2 separate regions of the Zea mays genome follow, and region 1 is linked to region 2. A link is a contact called in public Hi-C data. All regions are on one chromosome and are shown on one strand. Each heading gives the region's core, a stretch centred on a gene start, on an enhancer-like site or on the middle of the called end of the contact. The rest is flanking DNA. Distances are from core to core; before and after follow the strand shown. Region 1 overlaps LOC100191830. Region 2 holds the start of LOC103651146 (protein STICHEL).

Region 1 (6,145 bases), core at 2,508-5,007, 95 kb before region 2:
TCCTTGACGGAAAACTTTTCCAAGTAGCGGCCTAGATCCAATGTGAGATCCACACAGGCCTGCATGTATTTCTTTCATCAACTCTATGCCTTCGGTTCTAGATAAACACTTAAGCAACGGAGCACAAACTCCATGCTTGTACAACTCCCCTTCTATCATGACATATGGACGAGCTCTTGCCTCTATCCTCCTGTTATAAGTTTCGTCATCTGAAAGGAATTTACCCTGAAGGTAAGAAATGATTTCAGTTCTCCAATCTTCGCTATAAACAGGAGATATATTGAGGACTGCTCTTTCAAGGAGTTCCACTGAAGGTGCCTTTATTGTTTCGAAGAACACATCCGAAGGTAAAGGCAGCCCCTGTGCTGCTGACTTAGCTAGCAAATCAGCATGCTCATTTTGTCCTCGAGGGATATTTTTGACAGAAAACCCTTCGAAGGAAGCTTCGACTCTTCGAACCATATCCAGATATTTTTCAAGCTTCGGGTCTTTAGCCTTGCAACTCTTGTCGATATGACCCGAAACAACCTGGGAATCAGTTTTAAGAATGGCCCTTCTGATTCCCATTGCTTTTAGCTTCCGAAGACCCAAAAGCAGGGCTTCGTACTCAGTAATATTGTTTGTACAACTGAAATCGAGTCTTGCCGCATAACAAGTTTTAACTTTGGATGGCGAGACCAACACAGCAGCTGCTCCTGCCCCGAAGGTTCCCCAAGACCCATCGCAAAACACTGTCCATACTTCGGCATCTTTATTTGTTTCTTCATCCTGAGCCCCTGGCGTCCAGTCAGCAATGAAGTCTGCTAACGCCTGGGACTGGATCGAAGATCTATGCACATAATCAATGCAAAATTCATTGAGCTCTGCAGCCCATTTTCCAATCCGCCCAGTAGCTTCTCTATTTCTCATAATATCCTTCAACGGCTGCGAAGAAAGAACAACAATATTGTATGCTTGAAAGTAGTGCCGAAGCTTCCTGGATGCCATCAAAACAGCATATAATACCTTCTCTAATTCTGTGTAGTTTTTCTTTGATATACTAAGAACTTCAGATACAAAATACACTGGGACCTGCTTCTTGACTTGGCCATCAAGCTTCTCCTGAACAAGTGCTGCACTTACCGCTGAGTGCGAAGCTGCCACATATAATAACAAAGAAGCCCCTGGCGTTGGTGGAGTTAATGTTGTTAAATCTATTAGATATTGCTTCAGTTCCTCGAAGGCTTTTTGTTGGCTTGGTCCCCATTGAAAGACTTCGGCTGATTTCAGCACTTCGAAGAATGGTAAATTTCTTTCTGCTGATCTGGATATAAATCTATTAAGAGATGCCAACCTCCCTGTTAATCTTTGGGCCCCCTTTTTTGTGGTTGGTGGCTCCATTCGAAGTATGGCTTCAATTTTACTTGGATTAGCTTCAATTCCCTTTGTTGAAACCAAGCATCCAAGAAATTTCCCCTTCTTTACACCGAAGACACATTTTTCTGGATTCAACTTTAAGCCAGCTTGTCTGAAACTAGCGAAGGTCTCCTGCAAATCAGCAATATGATTTTCCTGTTTCGTGCTTTTTACAATGATGTCATCAACATAAGTTAACACATTTCTGCCTATCTGAGACTGGAGAACCTTCGCAGTCATTCTGCTGAAACTTCCTCCAGCGTTTTTGAGCCCCTCAGGCATCCGAAGATAGCAATATGTGCCACTTGGAGTTATGAAGCTAGTCTTCGGCTCATCTTCCTTCTTCATCCAGATTTGGTGGTAGCCTGAGTAACAGTCTAGCAAACTCATGAGCTCTGAAGAAGCTGCTGCATCAACTAAAGAGTCTATCCTTGGCAATGGGAATTCGTCCTTCGGACAAGCCTTGTTGAGATCTGTAAAATCGATACACATTCGCCACTTGCCATTGGCCTTTTTTACCATAACTGTGTTAGCTAGCCATTCTGGGTACTTTACTTCTCTGATCACCCCTGCACTGAGGAGTCTTTTGACTTCATTACGAGCACCTTCGGCCTTATCATCAGACATTTTCCGAAGCCTCTGCTTTCTGGGTCTAAAGGATGGATCAACATTGAGCGAGTGTTCAATAACATCCCTATTAACTCCGCAGAGATCATTGGCTGACCACGCAAAAACATCTTTGTTGTTGAACAAAAACCTTATCAAGGTTTTCTCCTGTTCTTCGGATAATTGAGAGCCCAACAGCACCTTCTGCTCTGCTATGTCCTCACATAAGAGCATGGGCTTCGGCTGATCTGCTGAAGCTGCTTTCTCCCTTCTGAATTTGTATTGTTCACAAGCTTCAGCTCCATCTATGTTATGGATTGCTTTTGAGTCAGTCCAATTTCCTTCGGCCCTTCTGGCAGCTTCCTGACTTCCATGAATAGCGATGGGTCCTTGATCCGAAGGTATCTTCATGCAAAGATAAGCAGGATGAAGAATTGCTTCGAAAGCATTGAGGGTGCCACGACCAATAATTGCATTGTAAGGGTATTCCATGTCAACAATGTCAAACACAACTTGCTCAGTTCTAGTGTTGTTGATGAACCCGAAGGTCACTGACATGGTGATCTTGCCCAGTGCTACAATCCGTCTTCCTCCGAAGCCACAGAGAGGATGCGTAGCATCATGAATCTTATCTTCTGGCTCTTGCATTTGTCTGAAGGCCTTAGCAAATATGATATCAGCTGCACTGCCTGTGTCAACCAAGACATTGTGGACCAGAAATCCTTTGATAACACAAGAGATAACCATGGCATCGTTGTGTGGATAATCCTTGAGTTGAAGGTCCTCTTGGGAGAAGGTAATAGGAATGTGAGACCATCTTGACTTGATGAAGGGTCCTTGCACCCCAACATGCTGTACCCTTCTCTGTGCTTCCTTCTTCTGTTTCTTGTTGGCTGGCTCTGAGGACGAACCGCCTGTAATTGGGAGCACCAGCTTCGTGTCCGAAGCAGCTCCAGCTTGATCGTTGAACGAAGCCATCAGCTCAAAAAGTGGAAGTGAGTTCACCGGAGGTGGGCGCCAATGTTGGAGACTTGTTCTCAAATGCTATGAATTAGGAACAAGGCAACATAAAATGTTAAATGTTAACGCCCTTCGTCCATGAAACAATATTCCCATGAGGATAATGAACCATGGACGAAAGTTGATGAGAATATAATTACGAAGGTTAAGTCTTCGTAATTAAATTCTGATAGATGATATTAGATAACATAAAATAAAGGGTATAAAGAGATAAATGAATTACAAACGAATTAAATTATATTTACGTAATATCTTGAATTATTGAATATAATTATACCTCTGCCTTGGCAAAGTTAGATTCCCGAAAAATACGATTACAATTGTCCGAATCCGTGAACAGTAAAGGAATAATGTTCACTATTTATAGGCACAAGACACAGCCTGTGAGGAATTACAATTATGCCTCTTATAAAAGTTTACAACATTGACCCAGACCTTTATGGACTAAAAAGTCATTCTATCTTTAAGTCGGTTTGTAATCCCGAAGCTTTATGAAGAGGAACCTTCGGCTATCTCACACAAGCAGCTTCAGCCGAAAGCCGCTTCTTCCTAGAAGACCTTCGGCGACGAAGCATAAACCCAACAGTATAGTTTAAGTATAGCTTTGAATTTTTTAGTTTTCAAAAAAAAACTTGAATAAGATGAGGCGATCAAACTTGGCACAACACTACGTACGTTCATTATTACTAATCAGTTTAGGTCGATATCAACTAAACCATCCAATGCAGCGTCGTTATCAACTAGTCGGTATCGACCGGATTGATGGATCAACAGGCCTACGGACCGAAGTGATTTGGTACCGACTCTTGATTTTTCGACCGCCTGTGCCGCCATGGATATAGCCCAGGTTGAACCCAGTCTTGACTGTAACCGAATACAGGACAGAATATGCATGTTTTAGTTTAGTTGAGGGCCGTTTGGTTCCATGAAGAGTCGTGTATCTTCCTGTATAACCACCAGCTTACTAGCGTCCACCAGCGTTGTGTATGGCTGGATTATGTAGAAAGGTGTTGCTGCTGCCATCTGCCGTGTTATCTTCACCCTTTTGAAGGTAGCATCCAGGAATATCTTTTTGTTTCCAGACGAGAACCGGATGCGTCACTGCTACTGTGTTGTTTATTTTGTAGGCAGACCCAGAATATGGTTCTGTGCAATGATGAAAAGCCGCCGAACGCGATTTTGTACTCTTGTTTTTCTCTCAGGCTCTCCGCTCCACCTCTAGTGGCAAAGTCAGATGTGTAGCTCAGAACCAGAGGCGCCAAAATATTTGCAAAATAATAATCCAACCACTACCTTCACGGCATCACAACAAAATGTTGTCGTTTATTTCTTCACTGTTATGTGGGAAGGAGAATTTGGTGCATGCATTACAAACTAGACAGCCACTAGGGCGATTTCACAGCAACGGTAAATCCACTCCCACAGTAGACGGCAAATGAACCGGACATGCCCTGCCCATTGTCACCTACGTTTACTCTCTGAGGAGCTACATGATCCGAAGTGTCACCCAAACCAAGCTGTCCATGCTCTCCCCAGCCCCAGGTGAAGACTGTTCCTTTATCTGATAACAAAACAAGCAAGATCAAGTTAGCCGGTTACATCGAGAATTTATCTCTTTTTCATCTGAAGCCTTTGGAAGAAACTTTTACCTGTTACCAAAGCAGAGTGCTCAGTTCCACTTGCTATTTGCGCCACCTGTTCTCCATCAAGGAATGGAACCGTCTCCAACACTGACAAAGAGGATGAACAATCATGAGAACTGCTTGTTGCCCTTGTGTCCGATTGCTGCCCCAATACATTTCCTAACCCAGGGAGATCACATTTCTGGTGGCGGTAAACACCAAGTGTGTACAATTCTCCAGCTGTGATACAAAATGGCAATAAATGTGAGAGCTTATCCAGAAAGTGTAGTTTGAATGAAACACGTCGCAGACGCACCAGATAAAACTAAAGCATGGTGCCATCCTAGTGCCACTTGAGAAACACTCAAGGAGGGCAAAATTTCCGAAGGTTGATCATCATCATGTTGTCCAATTAATGCTCTTCCCCAGACATACAGATGACCAGATTCTGTCACATCAAATGGAAGAGGGATTATGGTAGACTGAAGAGATGATTGTCAACAAGTACAAAACTACAAAGCTTACCGTCCAATGCAGCACTGTGATCGCCATTGGCATATATATTTACTATCTTACAATTTGGAAAACCATCAATCAGTCTAGGAACATTATATGATTTTTGGATCCTAGAAGCACATTTACCAACTTGTCCTCGTCTTGCTGAGCCAAATCCATACACTGAATTGTCTGAGAAAAAAGTACAGTGTCATCTGTTGGTAAAGCATATGGATTTTGTTAAGTATTTCAATGTACCAAGCAGGAAAGATGGTTCAATTCAATGGCAGAGCTACGTGTGGGCCATGCCCCCCCATCCCCTGCTTTTGTAGTTCTCCTGAACTCGATAGGCTATTCAGACCAACTCCGCCTATGTTGTCTCAACATAGCAGGTCCCAAGCTCTGGTAAAGTAGGGCTGTCATAGCCTTGACGAGACAACGTTAAACCTAGCCATTCTAAGGGAGACAAAACCGAACAAAATATGTTGGGTGTGACTCGCTTAGCGATGCGCCATATTGGAACCTGGGTATGGTGTTAAACAGACAAGGGTCGGGTCAACCCCCCTTGGTGACACACCATGTCGTGATCTGGGCATTATGTCAAGTGAGCAAGGATCAGGTCGCTTCTTCCGGCACGCTACATAGGCGATCACGTGTAGTGAAAAATATGTGAGGGTCTTCACATCATTGACGGGTGTGAAGGGTAAATAAGCTAGTTGAACCAACTAGAATATGTTTAGGTAGTTGAATTGTAGGGTCACTTATAGGTAAGATAAGGGAGTCAGTTGAGACAACAACTAGGAGACATGTAAGTATCTTATGTGTTCATCGCCCCCACTGCCGCCACCATCAGCACCAAGCGTCCCACCAATTTATGATCCTGATCGCCATCCACAAGATCCAATAAACAGAATTCCCATTTCAAGTTATTCTATCAATGATCAAGATATAGTTCGTAGAGCATGCATTGTTAAAGGTACATTCAAGCCTTTTACATCAATTTAAGA
Region 2 (5,857 bases), core at 3,019-5,518:
TGCTGGTATATTTTCAATCAAATGGCGTACTCTGTTTATACCTTTTCTGTTGGTAGCATCAACCTCAATTAGATTAGTTCCATTTCCAGTGAAAAAGTCACTGCACTCAGTACAAACTCCACAGGGCTTGGTCTCTCCAGTAGCAGTACAACTTAAAGCTGCTGAAAGTATTCTTGCAGAAGATGTTTTCCCTGTCCCGCGGGGCCCATGGAACAGATATGCTGGAGCTATTCTTTCCCTTGCGATAGCATTACTAAGTGACTGTACAACAAAGTTTTGACCAACAATTTCTAGAAATGACCTTGGTCGATATTTTTGGCTCAAGCTTCTGTGATCTGAAACTACATGATCAGCTCCACTCACAGACAGTGCAATCCCATCCTGGCTTTTACAGCTTGACCACCTTCTGCCATCCAAACGGCTCAAAGCTTCCAGATCTAATTCTCCAAAGATGGTTGAAACTTCATCACTAGCTGAATCAAATGACGAATAAGCAAAATGACTACTATCACCCAACAGTGGTACACCTTGGGAAGATTTTTTAAGATATCCATATTTATTGGAGCCTGATGATTTCTTTCTCCCATGCATAGTTTGACTCCCACACAATAGACTGGTGCCTTTTCTTCTAAGTGTATCAGAAAGTGAAGGAGAACAACTCCTTTCAGATCCCTTGTGTTTACTCCTCTTTGACCAATAACAAGGAATACCACACCTCTGATTTGTCAACAGTTCTGGTTGGTTCAGCCCATCGTCATCAAGTGAAGCAGCAGTTGTTCCATCCCATGAACCTACAGTACTAGGATTCCTCCCTTTGTACCTGTAATAGGAGCTAGTGGAGACCGGAGTACAAGAGAAGGAAGATCCTTCTCTTCTTGGCACTCTCAACAGCTTAGAAGGATTTGTTGAGCTAAAACACCCTGATGCAGCAAACAGTGGTGATGTAGAGTGAGAAAAATACCCTACTTTCTGAAGGTGCTCATGAGTCTCTGAGTTGTAGTTCTCAGTATCCTCAGACTGCTCAGCAGAATTCACATGGAGATCTAGCAACTTTGAAACAGTAGAATTTCTCATAGCTCCTTTCTTTGAGAATGAACTCCTCCTTACCCTTCTAACAGTTCTTTTAACAGGAGTGCATGAATTAGAACCTTGAACACTGTATATGCTGACAGGAACTTCAAGACATGTGTCACTCCTAGAGTCCATACCGTTAGAAATACACGGGCTTTCCAGACTACAGTCTACTGAGGCTTGTCTATCGTCCACATCTAACTTCACTCCACTTTCACTAGATTTGTTAGAATGATGTCTCCAGTTGTAGAGATAAACGTTTTTTCTTTTCTTTTCACTTTTGACTGGTGCTGCAGCTGGCTCTGTGCGCTTTTCTGACAAACTACTGCCTACCTCATTATGATTTATAACACCAGAAGTTGACAAGAATGATTTAGAGCTTAACGGGGACCTCCAGGATGAGCATGTTTCGGGATCACGCAAGAAACGTGCCTTTCTCAAGGCAATAAGTTCCTTCTTCAGGTGAAGCTCACTGGGACCAACACACCCTTCAACTATAGTGGCCATAACTGAAGAACGAGAGAGATATTTACAAATTAAAAAGAGAACTGCTGTCCAAGCAGACCAATGTAGTACATCCCACTGCAGAATGTCAAAGATTACCTTGATTAAACCTGAACGGTATATGCAGAGCATAGATAAGTACAGCAAATTTCACAATTAACAAACATAAGAGTTCATATCTACCTGAGAAGGAATAATGCACACAAACTATGGAACAATGAATCCATGAACCAGAGAGCAATCCACAAAGTGCACTCCAGTGTGGTATGAGCCGAATATCAATGCACATATTCATTTTACATTAAAAAGCTGTGAAACAGTAGAATTCACATGTATTTTGTTACCTTTATTCAGAGAAACACGCTTTATAGAGAAATTTCTATATATTAAAGCAGGGCGTAAATCTGCAATCTGGTAAGGCCACGCCAGCGTATTGTATTGTAGCCACACGATCATGCTTCAACGGTCATGGACGCATATGAGGCAGCTCCTCCAATCGACGGAGTCTTCTAGATGCCGCACGAAAAAGGCTGACAAAGAATAACAGGACTGCTTTGTCTTCGTCGCCAGACTAAGCTCGACGAAAGCGACTGTGGTCTGCGGGTACGGTCCTCCCTGGCTCCCTCCATTCGCCTCTCTCTCCGCGCGCACCTTTGCCTTGGGGTTCAGTGCTCGCCTCGCATATCGCCTCACTGCCACCCATGTCTTGCAGAAAGCACAATCCACATCGTCGGGCTCCTCCGGCACTAAGTAGCACCTCTGGATGAACTGTGGTCATACTTTCATGCTCGTGCCACCACAGATCCTATGGCACCAAGGTGCTCCAGATATCTCACTCCAACTCTATTCATGTGCCTAGGTACATGTTCGTTGACCGCCCAGCAGCATACGCTCACAAACATAGTGCACTAGCCCTTTGCCCTCTTACTGTTTGTTGAAATTTCTCTTAGAAAATGTTCTCAGGATTTTTTTTCAATGAGCTTTGGAACCTAAGTAGCTGGTTAAAATACAGTGGTCCCAATGAATTCTGAACCAATGGTGTCCGGATTTGAGATTTGTAGGGATAACCGAGTTGACTCAGGAGGCCAAATGAAGGAAGTTTAGTGCATGACATGCAGTTCTAAGGATCCAAAAACACAAGGCTGGGGATAGCTTTTGAAGAACTACACTACAGTGACCTTATGGTCATCTTCCATGTTGTTACAGTGTGAGATATGGCCTTTGGTAATTTCTTTTGGCCAGTCTGCTTTCAGGACCAGGCGGGCTGCAGTAGGTATCTATTCTACACATAATTATTATTTTTTCAGTTCATTCTTCAACGAGTTTGTTGTCCCTGGCATTTACAATTTTCTGAAGCAATCCAGCATCGCACAAGATCAAAGCGCTCTGAGAAGGCAAAGAATCATTATCTATCATTCAGCCATGCATCGCTTGATGAAGGTACCGGTTTTTTTTTTGGCAAGGATAGTAAGTGCAGATGCACTTTAGGAATGGAAAAGATATTATGCTCACGGTTGCTTTCAAACTTATATATGTCGACTTCAGAATTTCACATACCTACAGAAGATTAGAAATAAATATTTAACATATGTGTGTACTTCTTAAAAAAACACTATTGAAATTAACACCATGTATTTATTTGTTTATTAATTGGAACCAACTACTGTTACAGATGAAGACAAGGTGTACTTTTAATAACTGTTTCAAGCATGTTACCGAGACTTAAACTTAGAAATTTATGTACCCTAGGGCAAGCTGATATGTTCACTCATTGTTTTTTTGCAACGCGTCATTTTTTTTTTGTCATTGAGACTAATATTTTATTGCTTTGGTGCATGTATATATATATCCATTTACTTTAAGTGTGTGTCTATATATACGTTGTTGTTATGCATTGACCAAAGGCTCGCGCAAGGCGCGAGTCAGTTACTAGTTTTATATGACCACATGCAATTCACTCAGCAGTTCCACGAAAGACAATTTTTGTGTTGTGCATGTATCTGCTGTATGAACTTAGCAGCAGCAGAATGCAGCTCGTGCCGCCAGTTTTTCTAAGACGTAGGGGTCGCCATCGTCTGGCCTTGATCTAGTCAAACAGCCAACAGTGCTATAACCTAATCCCTTCCCGATTCTCATTACTGTTGCGCTTGAGTACTCGTTGATCAACATCAGACCCAAAACAAAAATGAACATCATGCGCCACCCAAAATGTGGACGCTCGATCCGTACCTGTGTACGTCGGACGGCGGGGGTGCGGCAACTTCAAGCCCGGGAGTCGGGTTCTTCCCTCCCGGCGGCGGCGTGTCCCGTGGAGAGAGACAGCGGTGACGGCTCCGCACTCCAGGCGCAGGAGGAGGGGCTGTTTTTATGAAAGGCGGTGGCGGGCGGAAGCGGGGAACAGGCGGAGCTCCAGGCCGCACTGCAGCAACGGCTGTTCACGCCGGGATTCCGGGCAGCGCAATGGCCTGTATGGACGGCTTCAGCGGGTGGTGGGGCTAGCAGGCGGTAGGGAATGCGGGGATCGCGCCGGCAGTGGGGACTTCGGGGAGTGCGGGATCAGAGGAGAGCGGCGTGGGGCAGGGAGAAGGGCAGCGGTGGAGCTCCCATCTGGATCTAGACAGCGCTGGGACCTGGAAGAGGGGGCAGACGCAGACTGCAGAGGGCCGAGGTGCTGAGGGAGTGATGAGTGAGCCAGTGAGGTGATGGGTGGACGGTCAGGGAAGACTGCTGCGAGGGCTGGCCGGCTGGGGACAGAATCTCAACTTGGGCCGGGCCTTTTCCATTTCCAATCCGTGGTTGGCGGGAAAAGAATATGATTTAGCATCCGAACGGGAAGAAAAAAAGGGCAAAGTACGAGATACGGAGTACGTTGCTACGGTGTGAAACACTAATTGCGTTGCTCTTATTACTTTTTAATGAAACTCAAACACTAATTGCTACAGTGATCTCATGCAGTACTGGACAGGATTAATTCAGGAATCTGGAACCCATGTCCGCGTCGTGGGCGTGGCGTGCAGGCAGTATGCGAGTGCGTCCCAATCGACCCGGTCCTGGGCTCCTCCTGGCTGCCAAGTGCCAAATCATGTGCTTCGTTAGATCGGTCATACCGATACAGCCTGCGGACTGCCACATGATTTTGCGAAAATCGCTAATAAAAGGCGCCGAGGGGTTCCAAGTACATGCAACCGCAAGTAGCAGTGCGTATCACCACCGTAAACACATGAACACGTACAATGAATCCGGCACCAATAAATAACGAATCACCCATTTATTGATACATACTAGCATGTTATCGTTAACAAAACTGGTCTCCAGAACGAAGCGCACGTGGGCGCGCACATCATGACCGCACGGCGGCCTTGCGCCGATGCACGCAAGCACATGCGCCGGTCTTTTTAGCGTTTTAGCCCTTTTTAGAAAGTTTTTCATAAGTGTACAATTTTCAGTTTGAATTTAGAAAATTAACCTTTATCTCAGCGTCATCATTATTGGTGTTAAAGTTACACGTCTCGGTGCCAATATAGATGGCGCTGAGGTATCACTTCGGACATGACGGCATCAACCTCTCGGTGCCAATATAGAACAGGAAAGAAACGCAGCCAAAATTGTATTGATTACGGGATGGGGTCTCACAAATCGATGACGACGACACTATTCGATGACAGAATTGATCTAAGCAAAACCCAAACCTAATGTGGCGGCGGCTGCTGAATAAATAGAGTATTAGTGCGTGCGTGACCCCTAGACTCGCCCCTAATGGGCTCCGACGCGATACACGGCCCAACGGCCCAACAGACGGTGTCGCAGCACCAAAATAGAATCTGAGCGCTGACTTGTTTTGACGATTCCCATTGACTCCAGACGAATTTTAGGGTGGAACTAGTTGGGTTGGTTAGATAATCTCCTTATCTTTCCAACCATATCAAGTCCGTCGCAATCGGAGTCCGGATGCATCTTGGGCGTCCATGTTAGTGCAGACTGGTCCTGGAACCCGAGATGGAGTCACAGCCGAGTCGGACTTGATCTCCTTCCTGTTGTGGCACCCTTGCTGCTCCTCCTCAACACCTAGGCCTTTCCCAAGTCTTTGCTGGTCCTCTCCAAGGTTCCTAATCATCAAAACATCCATGGCCTCAAGCGTAAGCTCTGAAACACAATTGACTAGGGTAGAACGTACCTGAAGATTTAGCTATCATGCACGCGATCGTGTTATCGGTCCATTCATTGTATGTATAGAAGTGATGTCCTCATCACCGAGCGTCGCCGTCCCCAGCCCACCGTCGTC

The links. A called contact is a pair of places that touch in the nucleus more often than the background predicts.
Region 1: a Hi-C map of leaf shows a contact between it and region 2, with 3 times the contacts expected there. The contact joins the enhancer-like site here to the promoter of LOC103651146 in region 2. A contact is called at or near these places in 3 of 25 Hi-C or Micro-C datasets (endosperm, leaf and tassel).

What each region holds. Positions count from the first base shown.
Region 1 is chr3:196,446,678-196,452,822 of Zm-B73-REFERENCE-NAM-5.0, reverse strand. LOC100191830 reads right to left here. Exons shown (of 7, transcript NM_001360687.1): 4 at 5,169-5,330; 5 at 4,960-5,091; 6 at 4,671-4,883; 7 at 4,326-4,582. The coding sequence ends at 4,407. Among protein-coding and RNA genes, the nearest start is that of LOC100191830, 11 kb to the right of the region's middle. Within about 2 kb of position 3,757, at least 6 of the 20 cell types and tissues checked have an H3K27ac peak or open chromatin away from gene starts, as enhancers often do. A contact at or near this core is called in leaf, where this site is marked.
Region 2 is chr3:196,352,925-196,358,781 of Zm-B73-REFERENCE-NAM-5.0, reverse strand. LOC103651146 (protein STICHEL) reads right to left here and starts at 4,268. Exons shown (of 9, transcript XR_564591.4): 1 at 3,805-4,268; 2 at 1-1,653.